Linked DNA regions of Mus musculus: all the other regions are linked to region 3. The links are chromatin contacts, called in public HiChIP or PLAC-seq maps. All regions are on one chromosome and are shown on one strand. The core of a region is the stretch at or near the end of the contact, and the rest is flanking DNA. Distances in the headings are between cores, read along the strand shown. Region 1 holds the start of Calhm2 (calcium homeostasis modulator family member 2). Region 2 holds the start of Slk (STE20-like kinase). Region 3 overlaps Sh3pxd2a (SH3 and PX domains 2A). Region 4 holds the start of Stn1 (STN1, CST complex subunit).

What was found. HiChIP or PLAC-seq counts read pairs in DNA pulled down with a chosen protein or histone mark.
Region 1: a contact with region 3 is called in an H3K27ac HiChIP or PLAC-seq map of embryonic stem cells, with 7 read pairs. The contact joins the promoter of Calhm2 here to the enhancer-like site in region 3. A contact is called at or near these places in 6 of 39 promoter capture datasets (the 3T3-L1 cell line, the C10 cell line, cranial neural crest and 3 more), 1 of 15 datasets of contacts at CTCF or cohesin (the NIH/3T3 cell line), 29 of 484 Hi-C or Micro-C datasets (the 3T3-L1 cell line, the AML12 cell line, B cells and 21 more), 5 of 115 datasets of contacts at active chromatin or transcription factors (astrocytes, bone marrow-derived macrophages, embryonic stem cells and 2 more) and 3 of 9 other capture datasets (adipose tissue, liver and pancreatic islet).
Region 2: a contact with region 3 is called in an HNF4G HiChIP or PLAC-seq map of pancreatic cancer cells. The contact joins the promoter of Slk here to the enhancer-like site in region 3. A contact is called at or near these places in 3 of 39 promoter capture datasets (cranial neural crest, hippocampal neurons and liver), 1 of 484 Hi-C or Micro-C datasets (myeloid progenitors), 3 of 115 datasets of contacts at active chromatin or transcription factors (large pre-B cells, pancreatic cancer cells and thymic regulatory T cells) and 1 of 9 other capture datasets (liver).
Region 4: a FOXA1 HiChIP or PLAC-seq map of pancreatic cancer cells shows a contact between it and region 3. The contact joins the promoter of Stn1 here to the enhancer-like site in region 3. A contact is called at or near these places in 4 of 39 promoter capture datasets (cranial neural crest, embryonic stem cells, liver and 1 more), 1 of 15 datasets of contacts at CTCF or cohesin (the NIH/3T3 cell line), 8 of 115 datasets of contacts at active chromatin or transcription factors (embryonic hindbrain, embryonic stem cells, extraembryonic endoderm stem cells and 4 more) and 2 of 9 other capture datasets (adipose tissue and embryonic stem cells).

What each region holds. Positions count from the first base shown.
Region 1 is chr19:47,136,901-47,139,600 of GRCm38.p6, reverse strand. Calhm2 (calcium homeostasis modulator family member 2) reads left to right here and starts at 1,307. Exons shown (of 3, transcript NM_133746.5): 1 at 1,307-1,696.
Region 2 is chr19:47,578,600-47,581,299 of GRCm38.p6, reverse strand. Slk (STE20-like kinase) reads right to left here and starts at 1,281. Exons shown (of 18, transcript NM_001164639.1): 1 at 957-1,281. The coding sequence starts at 1,106.
Region 3 is chr19:47,329,349-47,332,096 of GRCm38.p6, reverse strand. All of the region lies in intron 6 of Sh3pxd2a (SH3 and PX domains 2A), which reads left to right. Among named protein-coding and RNA genes, the nearest start is that of Gm29834, 44 kb to the right of the region's middle. Within about 2 kb of position 1,291, at least 223 of the 459 cell types and tissues checked have an H3K27ac peak or open chromatin away from gene starts, as enhancers often do. A contact at or near this core is called in B cells, the HL-1 cell line, the N1E-115 cell line and 14 more, where this site is marked.
Region 4 is chr19:47,535,835-47,538,534 of GRCm38.p6, reverse strand. It overlaps Stn1 (STN1, CST complex subunit), which reads left to right and starts at 1,416. Exons shown (of 10, transcript NM_175360.3): 1 at 1,416-1,721; 2 at 2,164-2,339. The coding sequence starts at 2,186.

The sequences.
Region 1 (2,700 bases), core at 58-2,557, 190 kb after region 3:
GGAGAAACATTCTAAGTCGGGGTCTCACACACCATGCGTAAAAGCGTGTGGCACGCAGCAGACACTTGGAGCTGTGTGGTTAAGGTGCTCATTCCTTTCGGAACTCATGACTGCTTGCTCTCCTCTCCCCTGAACCCGACCAAGGGATGGGACAGGACAGGAATACTTAGCTGCTGTCTTGTCCAAGAAAAGAAAGTAGAAGTGCAGACAGTTTCTTGTTTCCTGGCCCCATCTTCCAGCCCCTTGGCCTGCCTATCTCAGAGCCCACCTCCACTCTCAGCTGGGACCCAGGTGCCACAGGGAACAGGAAGTTGAACTTAACCCCAGATCCGAATAAAGGGACCAAATGAATACAGACCAAGTGTGTGTGTGTGTGTGTGTGTGTGTGTGTGTGTGTGTGTGTGTGCACGCGTGCACTTGCAGGGTGGGGTGGGGCACCCACAGGGGATAAGGTGCCAGAAAGTGCTCAGAGGAACAGACGTGAGGGAAGCTTTGGTGAGACCTAACTCCAGAGTGGTGGGAGCTCAGGCAAGTCCCCCACCCTGTAAAGTGCTTCTTGGAAAGGCACGGGTACCGATTGCTCTCCATTTATCCCTGCTACACAGACAAGCCAGACTCAGGAGGGTGTGGCTTGTCCCTGCTCAGTGTGAATCCCACTGTCCCAGCCCTGGAGAGCTGATGGCCGTGAAGGCTATCTCTCCCAATCTTAGGAGCCACTGAGGCCATCTTGACACTCTCCCTGTCAGTGGACTTGACTCATGACTTGTGAGCTCCCAGAGACGACTCTAGGGGCAGGCGGTGCAGTTTAAGAGATCCTGTCTCCCTTTAATTTCTACCTAAGACCAGCCTCTGCCTTAGGAGTTCTAGATACCCAGATGGGGACAGTACCTAGGAGTTAGATGGACTATGATGGGAAGGTCCTCTTCTGGGGATGGCAGGTACAGGCAAAGGCAGGATGCGCAGAGAGAGGAGGGGAGGAGGGGACCAGGGTCTTGACCAGGAGTTTGCAATCTGGAGCATCACCATCAATCCTGAACACCCACCTCTCCCCTGACTCTGCAGGGAACTCCTCCCGCAGCTTCTGCCAGGTGGGTGTCAAGTACGGGGGATGTTCTTCTAACTGGCCTGGAGGGCAAGCCTAGGCAAGATCTCCTTGAGGGCCCTGCCTGGCAACTGCCTAGACCTTCCCAGATGGCCCCCGAGGGGTGCTCAGGGTAGAGTCAAGGCAGGGCCAGTAGGGCCAGCCACAGCGGGCCCAGAGGCGGGCTGGGACAGGACGCAGCATCGGAGACCGCTTCTCCACTTCCTCTGTTTCTGCCTCGCGCCGCCCTCAGCAGCCCTCCCTCTTCTGCCTGGCGCCAGGAGGCTGTTTTTCCATTCTCTGGCTAGAAAGTTCCACGCCACTGTTTCTTTCTCTCTCTTTTCTGGAGTTAAATTTGTCTGCAGATGCCTGCACTTCATCTGTAGACGCCTCCAGTTAAGTTTGTTTGTAACTGGGCCCAAAGCTCCGTTGCGTTGCGTTCAAACGCTGGGCCCGGATCCTACGCGGACCTGGGTGCAAAAGCAAAGCCGGCAGTGAACCCCGTGAGGCCACTTTGCCTCGCGGTCAGGAGCACCTTCCCAGTGTCTGCGGGAGCCCACACTGCTGTCAATCCATCAGGAATCCAAGGCCACGGGGGCCTGCAACCAGCCCTAGGTAAGGAGGGGCCCTTTCCTGGAGTGTGCAGCTGTTAAAGGAGCCGGCAGCCTCTAGAGACTATCTGGAGGGAACTCCGGGAAGAACACGGAAATGATGCTTCCCCCACCCCCAGCTGTCTGTCTCCTGTCCTTGGGAAGAGCCCCCCCCCCCCCCATGATAATCTCAGAGGATGGCCGGGTCCCAGCTCTGCTCCATCCCTATGCTATCTGTCAGGCACTGTGTTCCCCATGTGAGGGTGGGTTTAGGATCCCAAGACCACCCCAAGGAGCAAATGGGTGCCTAGCAGCCAAGAAGGGAGGGAGGGAGAAGATGGAGTTGCCTGTTAGCCTGTTTATGGCCAGCAACAGGACAAAGTTCTTTCCTTGTGGGATTATTTAGAAGCTCTGGGCTCTGAACCGGGGAGTCAGACAGTCCTCCCTCCTCCCAGAGCCCACATGGCTCTGCCTGTGCCAGATGGCATCCTCGGCAGAGGCGGCAACAGGAAAAGAGAAGTGAATATAACCCAGAAAGACTTAGCACAGGCTTCCCCTATCTCTCTCCACAGCCTGACCTCTCTCCACTCACAGGCTTCATCTGGCTTGGAGAGCTGTTTCTTTTGGTGTCCCCCCCACCGCACCCCACCCCACCCAGTGCCTGTTCTCCTGATGGGGGTGGACATGGGGCCACACCCTGACTGTCTCTCTGGCTGTATGGGTGGAGTCTGGGAAGGGAATTGGGGCTAAACTTCCAAAGAGCCTGAGGCCATGGCCTCTTCTGGCACAGAGCCATCTCTGCTGAGGTCATGAAGCAGAAGAGGGCAGATAAGTACAGCGAGCCTGAAACCCCGCTGAAGCTACCTGTGGCTCCTTGGGGCAGAGATTCTGCAGGCTGCTGCATGGAGAAAGCAATAAGGAGAGCAAGGTCTGGAGGCCATGAACAGAGGGAGCTAGTTTAGCTCTGACACATTGTGTCCACTTTCTAAGTATTCTCAAGTCATGGTCAAAATCTCAGCTGGCTCCTCT
Region 2 (2,700 bases), core at 32-2,531, 250 kb before region 3:
GGACATGCTTTCGACTGAATGGAATTAAAAGTAAAAAGACACTACTACATATGGGCACAGAGGCCTGAGTTCAAGGCTACACTGAATCATGGTGGCCATGAACTGTCTGTGAGCTTCACTGTCTCCCTCCATGAGCAGGTGGACACTGCCACTTCTCAGGACTTTTATACGATACAAATTATGTGAGAATGGAAAGTCTTGAATCTATGTTTTCAATTCTAGGCAACCAGTGGGTCCTACCCCTAAACTGTGGCTCATAAAAACCTCGCCCTTCAGGAAGTAAATATTCCAATGACATCATTCATATACTTCCTAGGACAGGGTAAACAGTTAACATTCACACCTTTGTGTAGAAACATCAAACCTCTATTGAAATACATAAATACTCGTGTAGTTTTCTGATTCCTCAAGCACTGGTATTGCCTTCTAGCCAATGCTTATCGAATTTCAAAACTAGGATGAAATGAAGATCTCCTGGAAATGTTGTCAGAAATTCCATCCCATGTGGCCAAGCAACCAACTCAAGAACGGGCTCCATGCTGGCCAGGCACCTTTTGCTCGTTTTATCTGAATTATACATACTGTCCCCATCTCCAAAAAGTTACCTGTTTCATGCACACATGCAAACGCCACTAGTAAACAAACATCAGCACAGGGAGAAAGAAGCTAACGAGTTTCCGATTTTAAAAGACTCGAGGGCCGGGCCGCAACCACCCGCTCCTCCCATTAAATTCGGAAGTTTGACAGGGTTTAGACTGCAGACCCATCACTCCTGAAACTGCATCCGGCCCCACGGTATTCCGTAACGGCTTGGATGCTGAGCTGAAGTTTCAACCTACAAAGCCAAGGAGCGGGCAAGTCACGGGAAGGGCTGCTGGGGTGAAGTCCTCGTGCCACTCCGGACAGGCGGCCGTTTCATCTCCTCCTAAGCCAACTTCCCGTTTTCCCCCTCTTACCTTATAGACTTTCCCGAAGGCTCCGTCGCCCAGTTCTCCAATAATCTCCCAAAACTCTTCGGGGTTCAGGTCTCTCTTCACGTGTTCGTACTGTTTCTTCTTCTTCTCGCTCCCCAACTTGAAGATCTTACGGAAATTGAAGAAGGACATTTTTCCAAGCCCAGCAGAGCCCCTTGCCCTTAAAGGGCTAGGAACAATAAAAGGCAAAGTTTGTGGCGCGTCGTCTCCCGCGCGAGCCCGGGGTCCGGGCCGCTCCCGCCGGGCGCTCCCCGGAGAAGGCGGGGCGCCGACCGGGCTCCGGCCCCGGAGTGGGGCGCGCGGCCGCCGCGAGCCGGGACGGGCCGAGCGGCACGGTGGGCACCTCGCTCGCGGGCCCCGGGGGCTGCACCTGCCCCGGCGCTCGTCCCCGGCCCGCACCGGGCCGCACGGGTCCGAGCGGCGCGGACGCCCGCGGCCCGCGGCGCCTTAGGCCCGTGTCACCGCGCGTCTCCCGGGGCGGCGGCCGCTCCGGACCCGGGAAGCGGCCGGCGCCCGGCAGGCGCGTAGCGGCGAAGCCAAGCTCTCCCGCCGGGGCCCCACGTCTGCTCCGAAGCGTCCGCTCCCACTGCGCGACACCCGCGCGTCCCCTCGGCTCTGGGGCGCCGCTGCCTCGCTCGTCGCCTCAGCCCACACAGCCTCGGCCCGCAGCGCGCACGGACGCCGACGCCGTCTCGCAGCGCGCCCGAGCTCCTCGGCCGCGCGCGCGCTCGCCCGCGCGGTGACGCGCCCCGCTCCCCGCGCGCTCGCGAGGGCGTACCCTCTGGCCCCGCGCACGCGCGCTGGCTCCGCCGGGCTGGCGGCGCGGCGGCTCGGTGGCGCCTGCGGCGGGAGGTGTGGTGGAGGCTTGAGCGCTTCCATCCTCCTCGAGGGTTTTGCGTTGACCTCTGCGAGCCCGAGCCGGGTGGCTCCACGACGTCGTTGGCCAGGTCTCCTTCGGCGCGACCCTGTTGATTGCGCTGGCGGATGTTGCCTCATTCTGCACAAGGGGGACGCGGGAAAGCAGGCTATGCTTGTGGGTGCCTGAAAGTGCACTGTTTCCGCTTCGGAACTCATACAAGAGTCCAGGGAGAGGGAAAGCCGGGAGCCTGGGCTTTGAGCCATAGTTCAGTGACTTTGAATACAGCATCCGAGTCCCCATTCCTATGATCTCCATAGTCCTTACTGAAACGTTGCGGCATAGATCAAAAGAGACAATAAATGGAAACCCTTTGCACAGGGCTTGCACCAGCAAGTGCACAATATTTACTCAATATGAAGGTAGTGCAAACATAGGTTGTAAAAAAAAATTGTTTAAAAGGTAGGTGTGGTGGAGCCCTGGGGAAGCTGCCAACGAATGATAACGAGTTCGAGACCAGCCTGGGCTACAGAAAAAAGCCCTGTCTCAAAAAATAAAAAGGAAATTGTTTAAGATCGGCTTCTGGAGTGGTGACACTCCCTTAAGGATAACCTCTGGGTCACCTCCACAGCCAGAAAACTGGTGCCGCCCTTCCTGAGTCTCACCTGAGCTAATCCAGCCGGGGATTCCAGATTTGCTGGGGCTATGTGGGTGTCGCCTGGAGTCTGTCAAATGATTTACCGTCCCCCTCCTCCACCTGACAGAAGCCCTTTGGGGAGGAGGGGGGCGGGGAGGCAGAGGCGGGGTCACCCATCAAGGTGACCAAGAGCAGGGCCACATTCCAGGGTAGGTGTAGAAAGCAGACCAGGA
Region 3 (2,748 bases), core at 42-2,541:
TATTTTATGTTTTAAGACATACCCTAGCTAAGTTGTCCAGTGATGTTGCTGATAAAACACCACGACAGAAAGCAACTTAGAAAGGAAAGGGTTTGTTCCATCTTTCATCTCCCAGGCCACACTCCATCTAGGGGAAGTCAGGGCAGGAACCTGAGGCAGAGAAACTGAAGCAGAGGGCATGAGAACACTGCTTACTGGCTTGTTGCTCATGCTCAGCCAGCCTGCTTTCCTATACCATCCAGGACTACTGCGTAGGAGTTAGCGCCACCCACAGTGGCCTGTAATCTCCTACATCAATCATCAGTCAAATATTTTCTCGATTAAGACTCTTTCCCAGATGACCCCAGCTCATGTCAAGTTGATATAAAAACTTGTCAACACACTGGCCATGAGTTTGAGCATTTGAGGATCAGGAGTTTGGGTCATGCTCGGCTACTTAGGGAGTTTCAGGCTAGTCTGGACTACACTGAGATAGTGTTTCTAGGCTTCAGGGGTGGGGCTATTAAAAAAAAATCCTATCATCTGGGGGACTGGGATGCCTGGGTCATGAGTTTGAGGCCAGCCTGGGCTACATGGTATCTCAGTAAGGAAACATAGAAAGTAAACTGGGCATCTGGCTTCTCCATATCTGGGAGTACTGTGTGAGAGACATGATACAGATCACACCGGCTAATAGATACAGTGTGTCTGAACAGGAGAAAACGTGTTCCAGGGGCCTCCTCCAGCCTTCTTGTTAGAGGAGGACCCGGGAGGGCCCTGGAGCAGTTTCTCAGAGGCATTTGTTCACACCCATGGAAGGAGGGCAAGAATTCTGGCTGAATTCCTGGCTGTAGGACCCCACCTAGGCATCTGGCATCGGGACATGCTCCCTAGGGCTGTGCCTGTGACCCCCCTCTGGGGATGAGGCTCCAGGAAGCAGAACTTCTCAGAGTTGATGAGGGAGCACACTAACAGGATAGAGAACAGCCTTGTGCTAGCACAGGGAAGCCTGGGCGGGGCCCTGAGAAGTAGTCTGTCCCCAGTGAGCGAGGATCACAGTGCCTGAGAGAGAATCCCGGAGACCTGGACTTCACTCCATTCTCCCTGTGGGAAGTTCAGCCTGCGCTGTGGTATGGAAGGGTTAACTCGAGCCCCACCCCACCCCTGTCCTGCAGGCAACTAGGCTGCTGCTTTCTGGATAAAGCTTTGTCACGTGAGAGAGCCAGCTGTGGGGATTTCCCCAGCCGTGATGTGTGCATGCGTCTTAAGTGCATGCATGCACAACCGTTTACGTGGCAGTCTGTGAGCTCAGGGGACCTGTCTAAACACTTGCAGATCAGGGGTGGGCCAAGTCAGGAGAGGCCCAGGGCCTCTAGCAGACACTGTGGAGGAGGGGATTGACTGGGCCTGGATCCCACCAGTCTCTGTACAAGAGCACTTTGCACCTTCATAGACTACTGTCTCCTGTAACATCCACCATGCCACAAAGCTATATTGCTTATGGGTGCTTTGTTGTTATTGTTGTTGCTGTTGTTTTGAGCCCTTGGAAGGCTTTGCCATGCAGTCTTCTGGGATTTTCTGCTGGGCCTGAGGGTCCGTCTTTGTACTTTGGTGCCCAGGAAGGTGAAGGACTTTCCTCAGCCTCAGAAGGCCTGCACGTGGCTCAGGAGGGCAATTTTGGATTAGATCAGCGGTCTCAACCTTCCTTATGCTGTGACCCTTTAGTTCCTCATGATGTGGTGACCCCCCCCCCAGCCATAAAATTATTTTCATTGCTACTTCATAGCTGCAATTTTTCTACTGTTTACTGTTATGAACTGTAATATAAACTTCTGATATGTGACACACACCCCCAAAGGGGTCTCAACCCACAAGTTGATAATCCCTAGGCTAGATTAAGATTAGGGCCACAGGCATCAAATGAGCCTTGGTTCCCTTGAAACCAATGGAGTGAAGACCAAAGAAGGCTCCTGCCCCTTTCATCCACTGAGGTTAAACTGGACACTTGAGTGTTTCCAGTGTGATAGAATCGTAGTCAGGGTTAAGACAAAAGGAAATTCAAGACTAACTGGAGACACACAACACTTTGAGTGTGTATGCTAAGATTGGAACCCAGGGCCTTTATACATTCTAGACAAGTGTTCTAACACTAGGATATGTATCTAGCCTAGCTTAGCATGTTTTTATTCAACATCTATTATGTGCCAAATATTTGCTAAGATTATAATCCTAGCGGGTGTTCTGGAGGTGGTTAAAACAGTGAACAGTACAGGGCAAAGGTAGGTGAGATAGACCAACCTTTAAAAAATGCAAGCCGGGCGTGGTGGCGCACGCCTTTAATCCCAGCACTCGGGAGGCAGAGGCAGGCGGATTTCTGAGTTTGAGGCCAGCCTGGTCTACAAAGTGAGTTCCAGGACAGCCAGGGCTACACAGAGAAACCCTGTCTCAAAAAACAAAAAAACAAAACAAAACAAACAAACAAAAAAATGGATATTCTGCTGCTAGTCCTCCACCAAAGGTTTTTGTGACAACCCTTCTCCCTCCACCCAAAAAAAAAAAAGGTCTAGACAGGAAGCCATTGAAGAGAAGTCTTAAAAATTGTGTGGGGTGCTGAAATGTAGCTCTTCACAGTTGGGACCTTCTGGCAGGGGTAGGAGGAACCCAGTTTTCTTTAAGGGGCTGGCCACTGGGAGTTTGACCATGCTCCTGCAAGAATATGGGTAGTACTCAGTGTACTTTTTCTTCTTCTTTTGTTTTGGGGAGGTCACA
Region 4 (2,700 bases), core at 167-2,666, 210 kb before region 3:
AAAAAAGTCTATAAAATTTGTTATTTGGCACCAAGTTGCCAAAAGAAAGGGCTCCTAGCATTGACTTTTAAAATATCGATCGGCCTTGAATGTTGTAGGGTGTTGTGCTGGTCCTGCGGGGTTGAAGATTTCAGGATCGTCCAGGAAGGCTTGGAGTCTGGGAGTTCTACAGGAGGGAGGCTGAGATCTTTACAAAGCTCCATGCAAACCCCTCAATCTGGAATTCTACAGCTCACCCTCAGCTTCGTTACCATCTACTCCTCAGGTCTGGGGCTCAGATCAAGAGGCACACTCCCCTCTAAAGAGTCCTCCATCACTGTAAAAGATGACATCAGGGGAGTCTGCTTCTATTTATACCACAAGGCGTGGCCCTCCCCCAGGTTGGCAGTAAACCCAGAGTCCAGCGCTCTAGCCCTGAGAGCTCTGAGCGTCATTTCTGAAAATACCTCAACTTCTGAGGACAGCGGAGACTGGTCCCTGGACTCCACCCTGGCGCAGAGGTGTGCAGTCCTGAGAATGTCACCCAACCTGTCTTTCTCTACCTGACAGGTGAATTGGAAGCATCCATCCTACTATGTTTCCTTGGGAGAGAACCTCTTCTAGTAGAGAGGGATTGGGTTTACACAGATCTTAAACTCCACGGGCCCAGCCATTCTGTGCCACAGAGTCTGGGAGACACTGTCCGCTCCTTCTGTGGCCAGGGCAGTAACTGAAAGCCATGGTTCTAATGACACCCAGTTTCCATCCCAGCCCTTCTCTGATAGTTTAGCAATGATCTCTTTGGCCTCCTGCCTCTTTTGCCGCTGGAGTGAGTGACCTGCCCTCTCCTAGGCGTGTGAGTCCCTGTGAGTAGGGAAAAACGTCTTTATTTATATGGGTGGAGACAGTGGAGACAGGGCTCCAAGGAGGTGGCCATGGTTTATACAAGAATTGTCAGTCTCTCAAGAGTTAAAGGCACAACATCCTGGAGGAAACCTCATAGGGGTGGTTTCCGTTAGAGACAAGACCTCTCATTCTCTCGGGGCCTCAGGTTTAGAGCAGAACATCTGCAAGCGAGACTGTAGCATCCCTACGATGTCAGGGGATCATTACCAGCTGTGAAGAAACAGTAAAATACCCCATTGCCTAATTTCGTTGTTTGTTGCTTTAATCAGTCAAGACAACCCCCTGCCCTACTTTTAAAAAAGAAAATTTAAGTTTGATCCCGTCCCAATTTCCTGGAACCGTCTGAGGGAATCGGAGTGACAAATGTGACATGGAAGGCGGGATTTGAGCAGCAGGAATTCCCGGGCTGGCTCGGGAATCTCCGAGATTAGGAGAGCCCCCAAGAGCCTGCGCAGGGTGTATGTAGACCGGGAAGGCGGCGTGGGCGGAACCGATACGTGGGGTGGGCGTGGCCTTGAGGAGGACGTCGGGGGCGTGGCCTCAGCGGGAGTGGCTGGCGGTAGCTAGGCGCGGGTGGCGGGAAGGAAATACGCCGGCGGGAGTGTGCTCGCTTCCTTCTCGCAACCGGAACTGGTTCGGCAATCTTGGCTGGCTGCTCCTGCTTCGGGAGAAGTTGTAAACTGCTCTGATTTCTGCCTCTTTTTCCTTTCCTCCGCTCTTCCCAGAGGTGAAAGGTCGAAGCTTGGATAGACACACCTTCAGGGCCCCCAAAGTCCACGGCCACAGGGACTCTCTCCATTACTCTCCGGATTCACTCGTTAAAACTCCTTTTTGGGGTACGCCTGTGTGTATGGTTATCCTCAAAGTGGAGAATTAGTATTTAGGGGATGTAGCTCAGTTGTTGGAGAGCACTTGCCTAGCCTGCACGAAACCTTGCATGAAGCCCTGCGTTCCATCCCCAGCACTGTATAAACCAGGTCTGATGGGACATGCCAGTAATCCCAGTACTGGAGGATCACTAGTTCAAAGCCATCCTCCACTACATAGCTAGATTAAGATCAGCCGGGGCTATCTGAGACCTCGTCTGAAAAGAAAATTTGGTGTTTAACTGATTCTCAGTTGGTATTTCGTCCGAAGGAGCCTCATACAAGGACTTTGCCATCTGCTAGGCATGAAGTTTGACAGGGTCCTGAACCCCTGTGTTACCCTCCTAAGACTTCTGGATGACCGTTACCCACACTAAACACCCTAAAACCTTATTTTTGTTTTCTTTTGTAGAGTCTTGGCTCTGGGTTAGCAGATGCCACAGCCCTGCCTCTTGATGGAGTGTGAATCCAGTCCAAGGGAAGAGGAGATCCCGCCCCTCTTTTGGGGTCTGGATCCTGTGTTTCTAGCCTTTGCAAAACTCTACATCAAGGATATCCTGGAGATGAAGGAGTCCCAACAAGTGCCAGGTATGTGGCCTGTCAGCTTAACGGACGCCCTGTGCTGCACCCTGACCCTCAAAGATACAGAAAGCCGGAGGCTTAGGGCATCTAAAGAGCCCTGTCTGAAAGTTATCTAGCCTCAACCTTGGAAAGAGTTTATTACTGTGATTTTTGTGCAAATTAAAGACAACCTAAGAATTTGAAGTTGATCAAACTTTGAGCTTTGCATTGAGCTCTTTCTCCCAACCTGTACATAACCAGATTCCAACGCTCGGATGATGGAAATAGAGACGATGAAGGGTTCAAAGCCAGCCTGGGCTACATAAGAGCTTTTCTCAATAAAATACATAACTAAAACCACATGTGCTTAAGGTATTCCATACTTTAA